Regions from separate parts of the Oryctolagus cuniculus genome. Here region 2 is linked to region 1. The links are chromatin contacts, called in public Micro-C maps. All regions are on one chromosome and are shown on one strand. Each heading gives the region's core, a stretch centred on a gene start, on an enhancer-like site or on the middle of the called end of the contact. The rest is flanking DNA. Distances are from core to core; before and after follow the strand shown. Region 1 holds the start of SCN3A (sodium voltage-gated channel alpha subunit 3). Region 2 has its middle 56 kb from the start of SLC38A11.

Region 1 (7,755 bases), core at 2,436-4,935:
ATGAACACTATATTTTTAGAAGACAAATGAAACATTAATTCCCAACCATCACTGAATCACCATCTTTCTATATAGAAAGAAAAGAGAAAAAAGTCATCTGCACAGTTCCTCCCATAGTCACATGTCCTTTCCTTCATCAAAAAAAAATGTCAACACTTAGGCTTATGGATACTTTCGATCACTTCAAACCCAGGCATAAGGACTTGTAGAGCTGGGAGTGACCTAATGCCAAGGGAAGTGACTAACAACAACTTCCCCACCAGCACTGGCTAATCGAGAAAGCGTCCCCTCCTCCCCTCCCCAAGCTCTCAGTCATCTCAGAACTGTCTAATCATGATTCCATTAAGTCATCTTGGCTACCATGAAGATGAAGCTGACAGCACAGTTACTTGAGTCAGTTAAAAGAGGCCCAGGGTGGTTGAAGGGAAGGATTAGTAGGCCTGGGGTGCTGAAAGGTCATCGGAGTCCTAGCTCCTGATGGTCCCAGTAGCACACAGCTGTCAGGAGCAGGAAGCTGCACTTAGAGAAAACCTTTGGAGGGCAGCAGGGAGTTTGCAGTACAGCAACAATTTCATCAGGCACAATTTGCCTTTCCGCCTTTTGTGGAATCACTCACTAACAGGACTTAAACAGTAGAGTTTTTACTTTATCACATAACCAAGACATTCCTGGGCTTTGGGCTCTAACCTGGTGGTCATAGAAGTTATTTGGCATTTAACTGTGCTTTTCCATGAAACCTAGATTTCCTTTGTGAATCATCCCTGAGGTCTTCTGTGTAACAGGTAAATCTTACTAAGCCAAAGTGAAATAAAGCTCCTTGCTTCTATTTTGTTAAAAAAAAATAAAATGAGTTTGAAATGGAATCGATGATCACATCACTGGGCAAAAATACTGTCTTCTGGAAGTTATGAGAGTTCTGTGAACTCTCCAGGAAATGCCCAGGATGTGGCTTCTAACTGGTATTACTATAGTTGCATTTTGTTGTCATTTCAGCAAGGACACTCCTCTCTGGGATCAGAACCATTCACTCTTCAGCTACAGGTTTTCTTGGCAGTTTTATTTTATCCTTCCTGTTGTATGGAAAGTGTTTTACAACTGGCAATAATAATAACAATGATATCTGTTCCCTTTGGTGGTTATTTGGGGACCTCGGACCGGGGAAGAAGGAAAAGATGGATAAATATGTTCAGGATCTTTGCTAAGCACTGAATGGACATCATTTTATTTACAAAATCCTGTAGGAGGCATTACTATTCCTATTTCATAAATGATGTACTAGAGGCTCAGAAGGTTTAAATCATTTGTCAAGTAACCACTTCTCCATTTTGTCCCTTGCTGGTTTCCACCACAGAAGGCACTAGCTAAAGACCTTTACAATATCCCTATTTGCCTGCTTGTATCCCCATATCCAGTGCATCATTAATCATTATATATAATTTTGTGAGAGTTAAAGATACATTAAACTATAGTTAAGCTGAGAAATCAACTGGAGAAAAATCAAGATCAATTAGAATCCTGGGCTTCTTAAAATGAAAAACATACTTGTGTATCTTTGACTCTAATTCCCACTTTTTACAAAGAATTAAAATTCACTTCAGTGATAGCTGGTGTTTTTTATGAGGCAACACATCTCATTAGTAGCAGAACTTGAACTAGATCCCAAGACTTCCAGCTTGAGCTCAATAGATGTAACTCTACTACATAAAAAAATCAGTTTTATTCTTGACCTTACAAATGAAGCTAGCATCAGATCCCTTCAAGAAATAAGATACTCAAATCTGTTTGATACACCATTTAAACAAAGCAAGTTTATTTCTAAAAAATTTTCGAAGAGAACATCTTGTGAAGTGAAGACCTCTGCCTTCCTGTGTAGATGAGCAACTAAGATCATTACAGCTATCATGGCCCCTCCCTCCAATACAGAAACATAAAACTAACATTCAGGGCCAAAACACAAGCATCCATTCATGAATGTATACTGCTTCCATCAACCGGTTCTGGTGTTTACACAGAACAAAGTTACTCACATTCAGTCACCTGTACAGAAGCCAGGCGTGTGCAGTGCTCTCAAGTCAATTAACATCCGTTTCTGGGAACCCTTTCAAAAGAAACAGTTTCCTTTATATCCTATAGGAGGCTTTCCTATGAGGCCACCACTATTTTGAAATGTTTTTAGGAGGAGTATTACAGTTTCTTATTGTAAATCTTGAAAATGAAATATCAATATTTTTATGTCATTAGAAATGACAGTGCGGATGCCTCTCAGATTTGATTTTTGAAGCCCTTTTGGCCAGTCCTGGCTGCAAACCTGAGTTGAAAGCAAAGGTCTTTATTATATATACAGCACACGTTCGTCAGACTGAATGTGATGCAGGGTTTCTATGCAAATTCCTGCAAGCACTTATACCCTTACCTTTGTCATCATAAGCTGCATTACACTACCTGTTGTGTATGTACAAAAAGCTATGATTTTTCTAACTTGTATTTTAATTATTACTATAGATTTCCTGTCAAAAATTTCTTATTCTAAGCATGTGATTGCTAAGGGAAAAAATTATGTGTATGCTACAAAATATTTGAAAGACAACTATAGAAATTTAGATAATACATGAAATGAATTATTGGGGTTATTTTGTTCCTGATAATTAATAATTATAGTAATGATGATAATAACCTCTATTAAATCTACATAGAAAATATATGCAGGAATCAGCTTATGGGACAATTCATCAAGAAGATAAAATACTCTTTAAATCAATACATTGAAGATAAAAATTTAATATGAGATGAATATATTAAAAAGAAGTAGCACATTATAGAGCATATAAGGATCATTTATATTAGAAAGTTAAATTTCTTTGAATGGTTAGCGTTGGTGATTTTTTTCCCTCTATGAAAAGATTTTTAGGGAAAAATTATATTGTATTTCCAATAGCTAAACACCTCTATATTGTTATGACTCCCAATATTCATGGCCTCTCCAAAGCTCTTAAATGAAAGACCACAGCACAGAAAAGATAGTTCCAATCTCACTACACATTTATGCCAAAAATTACTGGAAACACTGGACATTTAAATAGATAATATACAAGACATGGAATTCATTAGGCTAGCTTCAAATATAATAAAAATATTATCTCTGAAAAGAACGGATCATAGCATCCGCATGTTTCACAAACACAAGATCATTAGTGCCTCCTCTGTACTCTAAGTCACCATTTCTAGACAGAGGCTCAATTTCCTTTGAAAGATAAAGAAATAGTGAGCAGTTTACACATCAAATGATGCCTTCCGTTCCTGTAATTTACATTCAAACAACATTAGGCTAAAAACAATAGCATGAAAAGGATTTTAAAATGTCCCGGCAGCTGGAGTCTATGGTACAAATAATGAAATGTTTTGTCAGCTTACCTGATAAGGCAGAGCCTTACGAATCACAGCATAACAAAGCCCTGCATCCAAGATGGTCAGAGTACAATGTGCCTTCCCCTGCAGTTCAGATTTTTGGCTAGAGAGGTTTACATATTAATTACAATTTTTTTCTTGTTTTGTCTGTGGACCAGAAAACAAAGAGACCTTTCCAGAATCCTCTCTGCTTATGCCTCCGCTTCCTGTTCTGAGATTCACTCTATGGTACCCAACATATATCAGAAAACAGCTTTCAGGAGGAAAAAAAAAAAAAAAAAAGTCTGGCGGCACTCAACGTAGTACCGCGCCACCTACTGGCAGACAGACAAAATGGACCAACAGGAAAAACATTCGCCTTTACCCAGTCACAGGGAAGAAGGTTAAACCTGTGTGGAACCATGGTTAATCATGAAAGTACTCTGAGAGGGAGAAAGGTGCTGGGGTATGATTTCCCGAGATACTAAACAGAGGCAGCCTACCTGCTACAGAAGTATATGCACAAAGGGAGCCTTCGGCACACTTAGTCATTGGTATCTCATTAAGATTTTTTCTACAATTTATAAATTTGCAGTAGTTTCACCAGTAAACTACTAAAACTTTAAAAAAAACTATTAATTATTTTCAAAAAATTAGCATTTTAGATTATCTTATGCCTTGCCCGTGGAGTTTTGTAAAATGTCTCTTGTGACTTGTTCTCATCTGAAAATATTTTCTCCTCGTGGGCTGTTTTGTCAAAGCAACTAAGATTGTACTCTATGGAGAACCATGTAGTGCAGGCTCACTGATGGACATTCTGTGTGGCTTCCCGGTAAAACATCTGAAAAAAATAACGTGTGGATGTGGAAAAATATTCTATGCTGTACTGAAACCAGGATAATTTAGATCTTTAAATTTTAAATTTTAAATGGCGTTTGTGTATAACATGTGGAACAGTTGAAATTCATCTTACAGGAGACAATTCAAGTCAATGGTTGTATATTATGTGTATAAATCTTTAAAATACTTCAAAATGTATTGTTTGTAAGGATATCAAAGCATACAATATACAGCAAAATAAAAATAACTATTAAAAGATTTCTCAAAGTGCTATTTTTGTTACTTTTAGACTGCTCATATTTACTTTAGAGAAAATAACTAATTTTATTAGTTTATCAAGAGTTAAATATGTTCATATTTATGAAGCAGCTGTATGATGGACAGTATGACGTCAAGCATTGTTAGCTCCGAAGGCAAAGATAGAAACAAACATGTCTGTCATTAAGAAGTTTTTTACAAAAAAGATAAATATCACTGATACAATATTTTCAATTCATGTGTTTAAGCAATATCATTTGCTTAGTTTTTAATTACAGCCCTCACTTTGTCTGATGGCAGAAAATAAATCTAATTCAATTCAAGTAAGCTGAATCACTTGAGACCTTTCTCAAGGACTGCAGGTTTATGATAAACCAGTGCATAATGTTCTTCTTCCAGCTCTGCTTCTCGTGGAGACAATCTAGGTTCAGGAATATTTACTTATGTGAACAGAGCAGAGGCTAGATCTGGCTGGCTGTCTTCTAGGTGAGCCTCCACTGAGGTGTGGAAGCTTGTCTGACCTGGAGGCATCACCATCGCTCCACATCTACTGAGTTCCCATGTCCTCATTTGACGCCAGGATTCCAGTCCATCTGGCTTTGCATGGTAGCATCTTCTCTTTATGACTGTTAGCCGTCTACAGTTTTCTCAGCCTTTTCTCCCAGGTAAAGTTTGTTGCTGTCCTTGGTGGAGGAGGGAAATAAACAAGTAGCATCTTCACAGAGTCGCTTTGCGCTACAGCTGGATGGTGCAAACACCCTTCCAGGCCTTAAGCACTCCAGAGAGCCATGTCTGTTCTACTGGTCCTATCCCTTGGGATATCAGCACTCTGTGGGCTTCAGGCTACAGAGGCACAGTCCATGTTGCATTAAAATATTCTGACTTCTCATCTTCCCACCTTTTCTGTGCAAACTGGGTTGGCAAATTATATAGGGGACCCTTCTTAGAGATTCCATTTGAGTGGGTTCCCTTACTTTCTCTCAAACTTCCTTTCCAGCCACAATAGTGTTTTGCTTCTATCTCTTTTTTCTGGGCCAGCAATCAAGAGGGAACAGAATTTTTTTCTCTTGACTTTTTCTTCCTTGCACCAAATGTGTCTGTTTACTATGACTGCACTAATGAAGCACCTATGGTAGGCTTAGACCAACAGAAATTGATTGTTTCATAGTTCTGGAGCCAGAAAGTTGAAGATCAAGGGCGTGGCATGGCCATGCTCCTTCCAAAACCCACAAGGGAAGGGTCACTCCTTCTTGCCTCTTTCCATTTCCTTGCTTGTGGCAGTAATTCCAGTTTCTGTCTTTGTCTTCCTGTGGTGCCCTCCCTGTGTCTCTTCACACGGTCTCTGTGTCTACAGGTCTTGTTTTTCTAAGTACAGAGTCATTTTAGGTTGGGAGTTCTCCCTAGTGACAGCATTTTAGCAGATTAAGCTTTGTGAAGACCATATTTCTAAGTAAGGGCATATTCTAAGTTACTAGGGTTTAGGACTCCAACATATCTTTTCTTTGATGTTGGGCACAATTCAACCCCTAACATTAAAAATTAAAATCTTTTAAATGTAAAGCATGAGACTTTGATGATTCCTTTGTCTGTTTACAATGTCAATCCCACCTAGACAATAGTAGCCTTGATATCTGGCCAGAAGTTGGAAGAGCAGGGTAGAATAGAGGGGAAGGGAGTTGGGAGAAGAGATTTCTGTAATAGTGAAGAAACTCAGTAGTGCTAAAAGTACTACCAGACTAACACTTACTTGTACTCTGTGCCAGGCACTTCAACCTTTACCCATGGCGATGTTATTCATATTTTTAATGAAGAAGGAATGAAATACAAACGATGAAAAAGCATGTTGGTTAGCACTTCATGTATCATCAAAACACACGGACAGTAATAGTAGAATAAGATAAGCCCTTTGATTCAAATATTTACCAGGTGCTGAAGGAGATAAAGGAAATAAATTTCCACTAACTTAAACCACAGCCCCTCACACATTCATTGAAATGTTGTGACATTTCCTTGTTTGATTTTTTCTATGTACAGACATCTAATATTTTTCTCCTAGAGTCACAGGCAAATTAACCTTGCTCACAACTGCTTAGCTAAATGTTTATTACCTAGAATTCCGCACTAATTTCATTTCTAATCATAATACTTAGTGGTGTATCAACCTTAATGACCAGTTTTTGGTATCCAGATACCCAAAGGAGTTTCCCGATAGTGTAGTCACTCCTGATTGGAGGGCCTGAGCCAATTTTGTAAAGGTGATATCCTGCTACATTTTAATCATAATTGACTTAAAAAACAACAAATGCAAATTATTGTCAATGTACCCACAGCAAAGAAAAAAAAATGCCAGCAAACAAACCTTTAATTTGTGTTGCTAAAGAAACTCATTTTATGTGGGCAGCATTTGTCATCGTAAATAAAAAGATAGAAAAAAGGAAAAGTGACCAGAAAAGCAAGGTTATTTGTTATGGTTCTAACATTATTATGGCTTTTGCACTTTGCTTCTGCAGATGGAATGACAGGTAATTTTCAGATCTTCAGTAAGTGGATCCTGGAAAAGCTTCAGGTGAAACAGTCACTGATTATAAACGTACAGCACCTGGCATCTTTGTGACATCTGACCGTCCTGAGAAAACACGCCTTGTCTGAATTACAGAAATTCAGAACAGAGTAGAGCTGATAGCCTCCAGTTAGGCCTTGAATTGACCTCTACATCTTTTCAGCCCCTGGATCCTCAAGGACTCCTGAAATTTTGTGGGTAACAGCTATAGTAATGCTTTTTCAGAACATCAATACACTCTATGAAAGAAAATCCCAAACCCAGGCCCCACTTTCTTATGTCCTAGATCATTTGGTTTCCCACGCAGAGTGTAATAGGAACATACTGTCATGCTGAGCTAATAAAACCCCACTATCCACCCACCAGTACAGCAAAACTGCAAAAGGCTGATGACACTAAGTATGGATGAGAACCTGGAGCTACAGAAACTCTCCCATACTAAAAGTGAGAATGCGAATTGGTGCAATTCTTTTGGAAAACCTTAACAGCTAAAGCTACAAATAAGCATACCTGATTAGCCAGAAAGTGTGGCTCTTAGGAATGTACTTGGCAGACATGTATGTGTATACAAGAATGTCCACTGCAGAATTATTCAAAGCAACTCAAATGAGAAAGAACCTAAATAGCTATTAATAAAATGGATTATAAAAGGCATGGTATATACTTGATCTATAATATTGCAGAGAGAGGCAGATGAAGGAAATGTAGCTTCC
Region 2 (7,755 bases), core at 2,006-4,505, 170 kb before region 1:
ATGCTTGCAAAAGCCAGGGCAGGGTTAGGCTGCAGCCAGGAGTGGGGAACTCCACTCAATATTTAACAGAATGGATAACTACAATTAGATGGCATCAGGCTCAAGCTAGGGCTCAGACCTGATTTGGAGGAATCTAGATGTCTCTTCAGGACTCCCACAACTCACAGACTACTGTTCTTGTTAGTCCATCCAGATCACTTCATTACCTTCAACATAATAACGTACCATGTTTCATGGGAGTGAAAAAGTTTGGATTACACATACTAAGTTGTGGAGAGTCTTACTACATTTTACAAACTCAAACCAGAGTATTTCACTTCTCTGATTAAAGCACTCCCACAGTTTTCTTTGCTCTTAGGATAAAATCTGTAATCATGTGGTCCCTAAAATCCAACTGCAATCTCAAATACCTATGGAAACGGGCAGTTGTCATGAATGCGTCCTCCACCTGACTATGGCATATGATTAGGTCTGGGACATCTGCATCTGTACTTCCTAGGAAAGTACATTCATACTCATTTAAAAATGAAAGAGAACCAGTAACAAATAGGCCAACAGGTGAAGAGACTTTGACCAGATCTGCACTCTGGCCACTTCTTCATCACCTTATATCTCTTTCTCCCCTACCAATGTTGTAATTTTATGAAAATTATCAATGCCTCCCTATCACAGAATTTAAGAACAGATGAATCTCTCTGCCTAGGATATTTCCACTTTCCCTGATTTCTTATAACAGGTTAGTTTGAAAGTCAGTTCTTCACAGAAGCCTGTAACTTTTGTCCTCCTACATGGATTACATTCCATTTCCCTATTGCAGAACACTTATCATTTTAGCCTTTGTTCAAAATTATGATTTGCCTAATATATACATTTTCCTCTCCTTCTTTGCAGTCATTGAATCATCATCCTATGGATATTTATTAAGCATCTACTTTTCGACAGGAGCCTCCTCTGATGTATCATAAGCCCACAGCAGGGATCTTGGTGTTTAGTAGTTGGAAAATGAATGTGGAAGAAAGAGTAGGAGAGGTCAAAAGATAAATTTTGGATGTTATGCATGAAAAAATGATGGACGACCCAAGAGCATAGAAAAACCAGCATAGAAGTAGGTTTTGGGGGAGGATGAAATAGTCTCTTTGAGATTGTGGTGAGTCATTCAAGATTAATGCCTGGCTGAAAGAGAATCTGGGGAGCCATTTGAGAATCACCATGTGTGATGATAAAGTTATGAGTCTACTCATACTCTAAGGAATGGAATAGAACAGAAAGAGAAAACACTGGCATATTTGAAGATGACTCTAGAAAAGTTAGCTCAAAAAGAAATTTTACATTTTATATGGGATACAACTTGACCAAAATTGCTTAATTTTAAGGGAGTATTATATTTTAATTTAAGGGAATATTAATTTTTAAATGGGTATATTTGGCTTCAATAAACCAGGAAGGCTAGAGGAAGTCCCTGATGTACATCATTACTCTAGGAAAGGACGGTGCAACCCTTCTCAGGTGAGGAGTGGGGGTGGGGGAGACTTAGTTCTTGGCTGAGCAATAATCGTTCCACAATGGTGCAAGTTGGAGCCTTAATTAGCCAATTAAACCTCACTTCCTCATCCTTCCTATTTCTAAATATATATTTTGAGCTCTCATTTGATGTTGGAAAAATTCTCCTGCCTTTGAAACAAAGCCTGAAAATATTATTCAATAGAAATCCATCTGCACAGCGATTGAGTCACAACAAATCCCAGATTCCTGGAATCTGAGAAGGGCTTGTACTTGTCACGTCATCTCTCCCCCTTCGCAGTTCTACGCTGGAGATGCTGTGGGTTGTTTTGTGCAGACATCATTTTCTGTGAGGCTATACTCCGTGTTCCCACATGAGGGTAGCAGAGAGGTAGAGTAGAAGGCCCTGAATAGTGTATCAGAGGCTCCTGAAACTCTAATTTTGGGCGTAGTGTTTTCAGAAACATCTTTTCAAAAATTAAATCACATGTTTTATCTTTTTTAAACAACCTCAGTCTATTGATTTGCCTGCTCTTCTTCTTTAAAAGAAAATCAAACCTGCATCTAAGAATAGATAACGTGTGAATACCAGCTTTCACAAGAGTTGGATCTGGTGTAATCATAAAACATTTTCTACTTTTTCTTGGTAGTTTCAACTTGAAAAAAGACTTTATTTAGCATTTACTCTATTATATTGTCTTGTATCCTTAAGGATAATTATTTTCAGCCTAGTCCAAGCCCTGATGCCCTGTTTTGATACATATGGAAAGACATTTGGATTAAATGTAATTTGAATAAAAGATGAGTGAAATTCCAATAGTTTTTATTATGTTTATGTACTGTCTTTAGCTGTATCTTAGATTGAAAAAGAAGTTGTTTAATAGATTTAAACACCAAGATAAGCAATTATTGCTATTGAATTACAAGGAAAGAGAGACATGTTCTCCAGTGTGGTGACAGTGCCTTTGTTCTCTCTGCCCTGGGTTGTCTTTTCCACACCCCCATGGCAGCTCACTTTCCAGCCACACCCACCCTTTCCCTGATGCACTGCAGCAGGCTCCTCTAGTCTCACCACCAGGCAACCTTCCCTCCCGCTTCTCAATTTTCCATAGCCATTCTGTGCCTCTACTCACTCTGATTGTGCACTATAGGCTTCTATGGGAACTCTGTCTCATTCTTAATTTATCTCTAGCATCAAGTAGTATGTATTTAGAAAGGACCCAATTTAAAAAAAAAAGAAAAAAAAACTGGTATGTTTATCAAGGTAGTGAAAGTGGCAGTGAGATCTGAGAATCATTCAAACGGTGAAGTTTAACAGAGGATTTGTCACCTTCCTGTTTTCGGATCAGGGTAGGAGTTTGATATTTGAAGCTAGACATAGAATGATGGAGATCAATTCTCATTTGACAGTCTTAGGGAAGACCAGATAAACCTTAGGTTTGTAGCTCCTCAGGTAGTCAGTCCTATGATTCTATTATGATGAAAGTCAGGAGCTTAAAAGAAATAGAAGCCTATTTGAGAAGATGCTTTGTGTAGTGCTGAGCATGGAGGGGGCATCCTGTATCTGTTGGGAAACAAAAGAAGCTTAACCTTCCTAGTGATCTTAGCAAAACTCTACAGCTTTCTGGTTGTTAAGGTGATTCTCTCAAGGGCATTTGTCTGTGCTGGAGGTCAGTGCAGCTTGCAGCAGGGTGGGGAGAGAGGAGGAGCTCTTTCTAGAGAGGACTCAGCCCAGCTTGCCTTCTTAGCATCTTGTTGCTAGGCAATGGCTCCTCCAGTGAAAGCTCATCTCCCTCTTTAAAAATGGAGTGAGGTCTTGTTGAGGGGAATGCCGTTTGTGTAAATTGGGCCATATGCAAACAATATTTTGCTCTACTCTTAAAAATTGCCTTATCCTATAAGGGAGACAAATAATTCCTTCTTAAAACACTGTCACTTAGCAACGAGAAGCTATAACTCCTCTCTCTTTTCTGCAAAGCAATATACTCCCTTTTTAATCTTATTGATTTATTTTTACCTTTCCACCCATATGCCTTTGCAAATTGATTTAATGAGATTCAGCAGGGCATTGTTTGTGATAGTATTTCCCTAGACTGCTGAATTAATTTCCATTTGAAAAATTACTTTGAGTCTGCAGCGTCTATCCAGTACCTTGTCTGCTGCACTTAGTACATATTACATAATGATAAAATATAATGGGTTTTCAATTTCAAGGGCTAATATTTAAAGAATATAGTTATTTTCTAAACAGAGTGTGGACAAGTTGTGCTATCTGTGCATTTCTGAAAACTCTATGTGTGGCTTACTAGACTAAAATTTCAACAATCATTATAGAATAATTATCTCTTACAGCTGAAAAATATCCTTAGACTCTAAGAGATTTTAAGCTTATTTATTTTTGAAAGGCAAAGTGATAGAAAGAGAGAGATGAGGAGAAGAGGAGAGAGAGTTAGAGAGAGAGAGAGAGAGAGAGAGAGAGATTGATTTTCCATGAGTTGATTCATTCTCCAAATGCCAAACAATAGGGTTCAACCAGCTTAAAGCCAGGAGTCAATCACTTAACCCTACATGAATGGCAGGGGTCCCAGTACTTGAGCTATCACCTGCTGCCTCCTGGGGTAAGAATTAACAAGAAATTGGGTAGGAAGTAGGAGTGAGACTGGAACCCTGAAATGGGATGTGGGTGTCTCAAATCCCAATTTAACTCACTGTGCCACAATGCTGGCCCCACATAAGAAACTTTTGTATTAAAATTTTAAATTGTTGGTCACTTTCTAGTTCCTACTTTGCAATTTGGTTTTATTTTTTCATCTTGTAAGAGTGTCACAGACTTTGGGGAGCACGTGACAAATAGTTATCAAAGTCAGATTTTGATCTATCTGTTTTTTAAGTCTGGAAGATTTAAATGTTTAAATAATTAGAAAAATGTGCTTATTTTACTAAGGAGTTTTAAAATTCTCTTGTACTTATTGTATAATTTAAATAGTAGGTCCTTGTGTTCATTATGAAGTTCTATTTTTTTCTAATTAGATATAGGCGATCTGACAAAGGATTGTCCCCAACACCAATAATTCTGATTATTAAGTTCACAAACTTTTGAATCCTTGAGTGGGTTTGGTGAGGTTGAAAGGAATTCCTAAGCCACTTAAATTTTTAATTTTTCTTTCTTCCTTCTTTCTTTTTCCAATCATCGAACTTGCATTTGTTGCACCATGAGGGTGAGGAGGGACACAGAATGGCTATGGAAAATCGAGAAGCATTTGTTGATTTTAATCTTTTTTAGCTAGCATATTCTGACAGTGACGGAACTCCAGTTTTGAACCAGCTTGAGCCAGAAAGTTTGTCCATGTAGAGCTGAATGTCTAAAACCACTAGGATGCTTCTTTCCCTCCCTCCTTCAGGTTTTCCCTTCATGTGTCAGCCTCTTAAACTGCCTTTATCTGTGTCTATACCCAGGGCTTCCTGGATCCTGTCTTGCTAGCATAGACAGAAAGGAAAGGCTCTTAATTTACCAATATATGTACTCTAGGAACAAAATGGACAGTTAACTTCAGTCACATACTCACTGGAGAATCTAAACTGGTGGTCATGAGAGCAGAGAAATGAATGAAAATGGCAGTTCGAAATGACTGAAAGAGTGAGGGAGTGAGAGTGGTAGTGCTGCTGGCTGCAGAGGGGGGATAGTAAGCAAATAAAAAGAAAAAGCACTACTACTCCATCACTTGCCGAGTACTCTGAGAAAAAGTTAGATGCATTCTTTTCACATAGAGAACACACCCTCCAATGGAAACAGCAGATTTATAAACTGTTAACTCTAATACAGTGTTATTTGTGCAGCAAATAATGTTTGCACATGGCTCTCTGGGACCTTAAAGAAAGATAAGCCAACTTTCCTAGGAATATGGAGGTAAGACATTAGAGGAAATGTACATAAAGGGAAGTCAAATGGTGTTGCCAAGAAAATGTATATAGTGACAAATACATTTTCATTGCATCTTGAATGATATGCAGGATTATGCCAGGTCAACAAAAGAAGCAGTTTATTAGGGAAATGGGACAGCAGAGACAAAAAGAACAGGGTGTGTTTTGAAATGTTATGGGTTTGATATGGATTAAGTAAAAGGTAAATCCTTGGACTTGCAAGGAAACATCCACAAAAATAAGCAAGATTAGTGTCATTAAGGACCTCTGGGACTGTGATGAGGAGTTTCAGTTTATCTCATATGCTAAAAGAAGTCCTGACAGATTTTAAGTTGAATATAAAAAAATCTGGTTGGCTATTGTGTGGATAAGTAAACTTTATTGTGTATCACTATTCATATGAAATGGAAAATTCCTTGAAATTTCTGGCACAAACTTGCATTTTATACCTGCCTGGGGATCACTGGAAGTATATTATGTTATTGAATTTTCATTCCATTTACTCATTAGAAAGATTAAAGCTGTACTGACCACAGTTTATCTATGTGCCTTTGTTATTCTTTTTTTAATCTCATTTACATGTCAATCAATTAGATTAAGAGAAGAGAGAATTAAAGCCTTTTTCACAGACTTCTTTTGATTGATGTCATTTTCCTGGTTGAGGTACTGAAAATTCAGTTAATGGAAGCTTCATGATCAAGAAATGAAAAGTTGAGAAAAATGCTATCTAGTCTCAGCCAGGAGGGCATCACACAAGGATTCACAAGGAAGCAAAGGCGTTTAAATAATATGCCCTGATATTCAAATTTAGGTGTCTGAATGTGATTTCCATAAGGGGAAGATTCATCAGAAGATAATTACAACAGTAGTGTTCTAGGTGCTGTTGACTGAGAAAAAGACACAATAATACTTCAGAGGAAGCGTTTAGGCTGAATTGTTGAGAATGTCAAGGAAATTAGAGTAGTTCATAGCATAGCATTTCCAGTTATGGTTAGCCTTTAAATTGAATTTGTTTCAGAATCCACAAGTATAATATGCAAATTTTTTATTTGTAATAGCAGAGATGGAAATGTCATGTTAGATCATCTCCTGCCAATGCAAAATAACCCCTGAAGTCTACTTATGGTGACTCTGTCTGTGCTGGTTTATTATGGTTAGCTCAAATTTAGTAGTGTTGGGGAACCATCCTTTAATGTAGAAGGCAGCTATTTTGATTGGACTGTCCTACTAAAAACATCAGCAGAGTGAAATGTCATTATTATGATTTTCAGATAACCCAATTACAATGGGGTGATTCAGCAAGGGTGTTAAAATCAACAGCAAGCTGGCTATGTCAGATAAACTGCTTGAACAACCCTCAAAGTGCTTCATGAATCTTTGATGCTATTTAGGGTAATATGTAAATTATTTAGCTCAGCATGTTCAGAGACTATGCAGCAACACCAAAGCTCAAATGCAATGTGAGTTATTCTATTGAACTTCAAAGACTAATAAAAAATCATGGACAAAATTAAATGAGAAATACTTTATATACTTACTACCAAGAATTTCTTTAAAATATTAGCTGTTTGAACTGTTGAGTTTTTTGTGCATTCTTATTTTAAAGATCTCTAGATAGTGCTCACAGGAGCCCCTCTTGAATTCTCAGTACCTTTGAAGGTACAGGTACAGGGGAATTCTCACAATGCATCCACAATGTGAAACTGACATTTAACCTCATGCCAACATCTGGGAGGAATTTTCAGGAACTATAAGAACCATGGAAAGGGATTTTGCAAGTGCAGAAAATAAGTTTCTAATCTTATGCTATTTTATTTTTTTTAATTTACCTGAAAGGAATAGAAAAACAATATTTTTTTCTCCTTCAAGTCTCCCTGTCACTCTTTCCCTCCATACACACACAGCCCATTGAGGCTGGACCCACAAGAAAATGAGACAAAACTAAATTGCCATTTTAATGTCTTTTTCTCAATCACAGCCCACCTTCCCTTCACAACACACATTGGAAAGGTAGTCGAGATAGAAAGGGTGTATCAGGCAGAAGGAGAGTGATGAAGTATTTCCTCGCTTAACATGTTGCAGCTTGTATTTACATGTCAAGATGGAACCCCTTGGTACCACTGAAAACTATGACCTGTGCATGGCCCATGGCCACTGTATCAGCCTTTCTGTGGCTTGTAAAGTTCCTGACTCCACTGTGAAAAGAACCAGAGTCTAGGGACTGGAAGTTAGAAGGTCTCTCTTCAGTGCAGGGGTGTTGAGGTAGATTCATTCTGAGAGGAGAAGCGTGGTGGGGGCAAGAGGCGTGGGGTCACCACACAGACACTGAGAGTC

The links. A called contact is a pair of places that touch in the nucleus more often than the background predicts.
Region 2: a Micro-C map of ear pinna shows a contact between it and region 1, with 7 times the contacts expected there. The contact joins the enhancer-like site here to the promoter of SCN3A in region 1. A contact is called at or near these places in 3 of 6 Hi-C or Micro-C datasets (ear pinna, liver and an unstated tissue).

The regions. Positions count from the first base shown.
Region 1 is chr3:76,249,771-76,257,525 of mOryCun1.1, reverse strand. SCN3A (sodium voltage-gated channel alpha subunit 3) reads right to left here and starts at 3,685. Exons shown (of 28, transcript XM_070070740.1): 1 at 3,412-3,685.
Region 2 is chr3:76,418,676-76,426,430 of mOryCun1.1, reverse strand. No RefSeq gene overlaps it. Among named protein-coding and RNA genes, the nearest start is that of SLC38A11, 56 kb to the left of the region's middle. Within about 2 kb of position 3,255, at least 2 of the 8 cell types and tissues checked have an H3K27ac peak or open chromatin away from gene starts, as enhancers often do.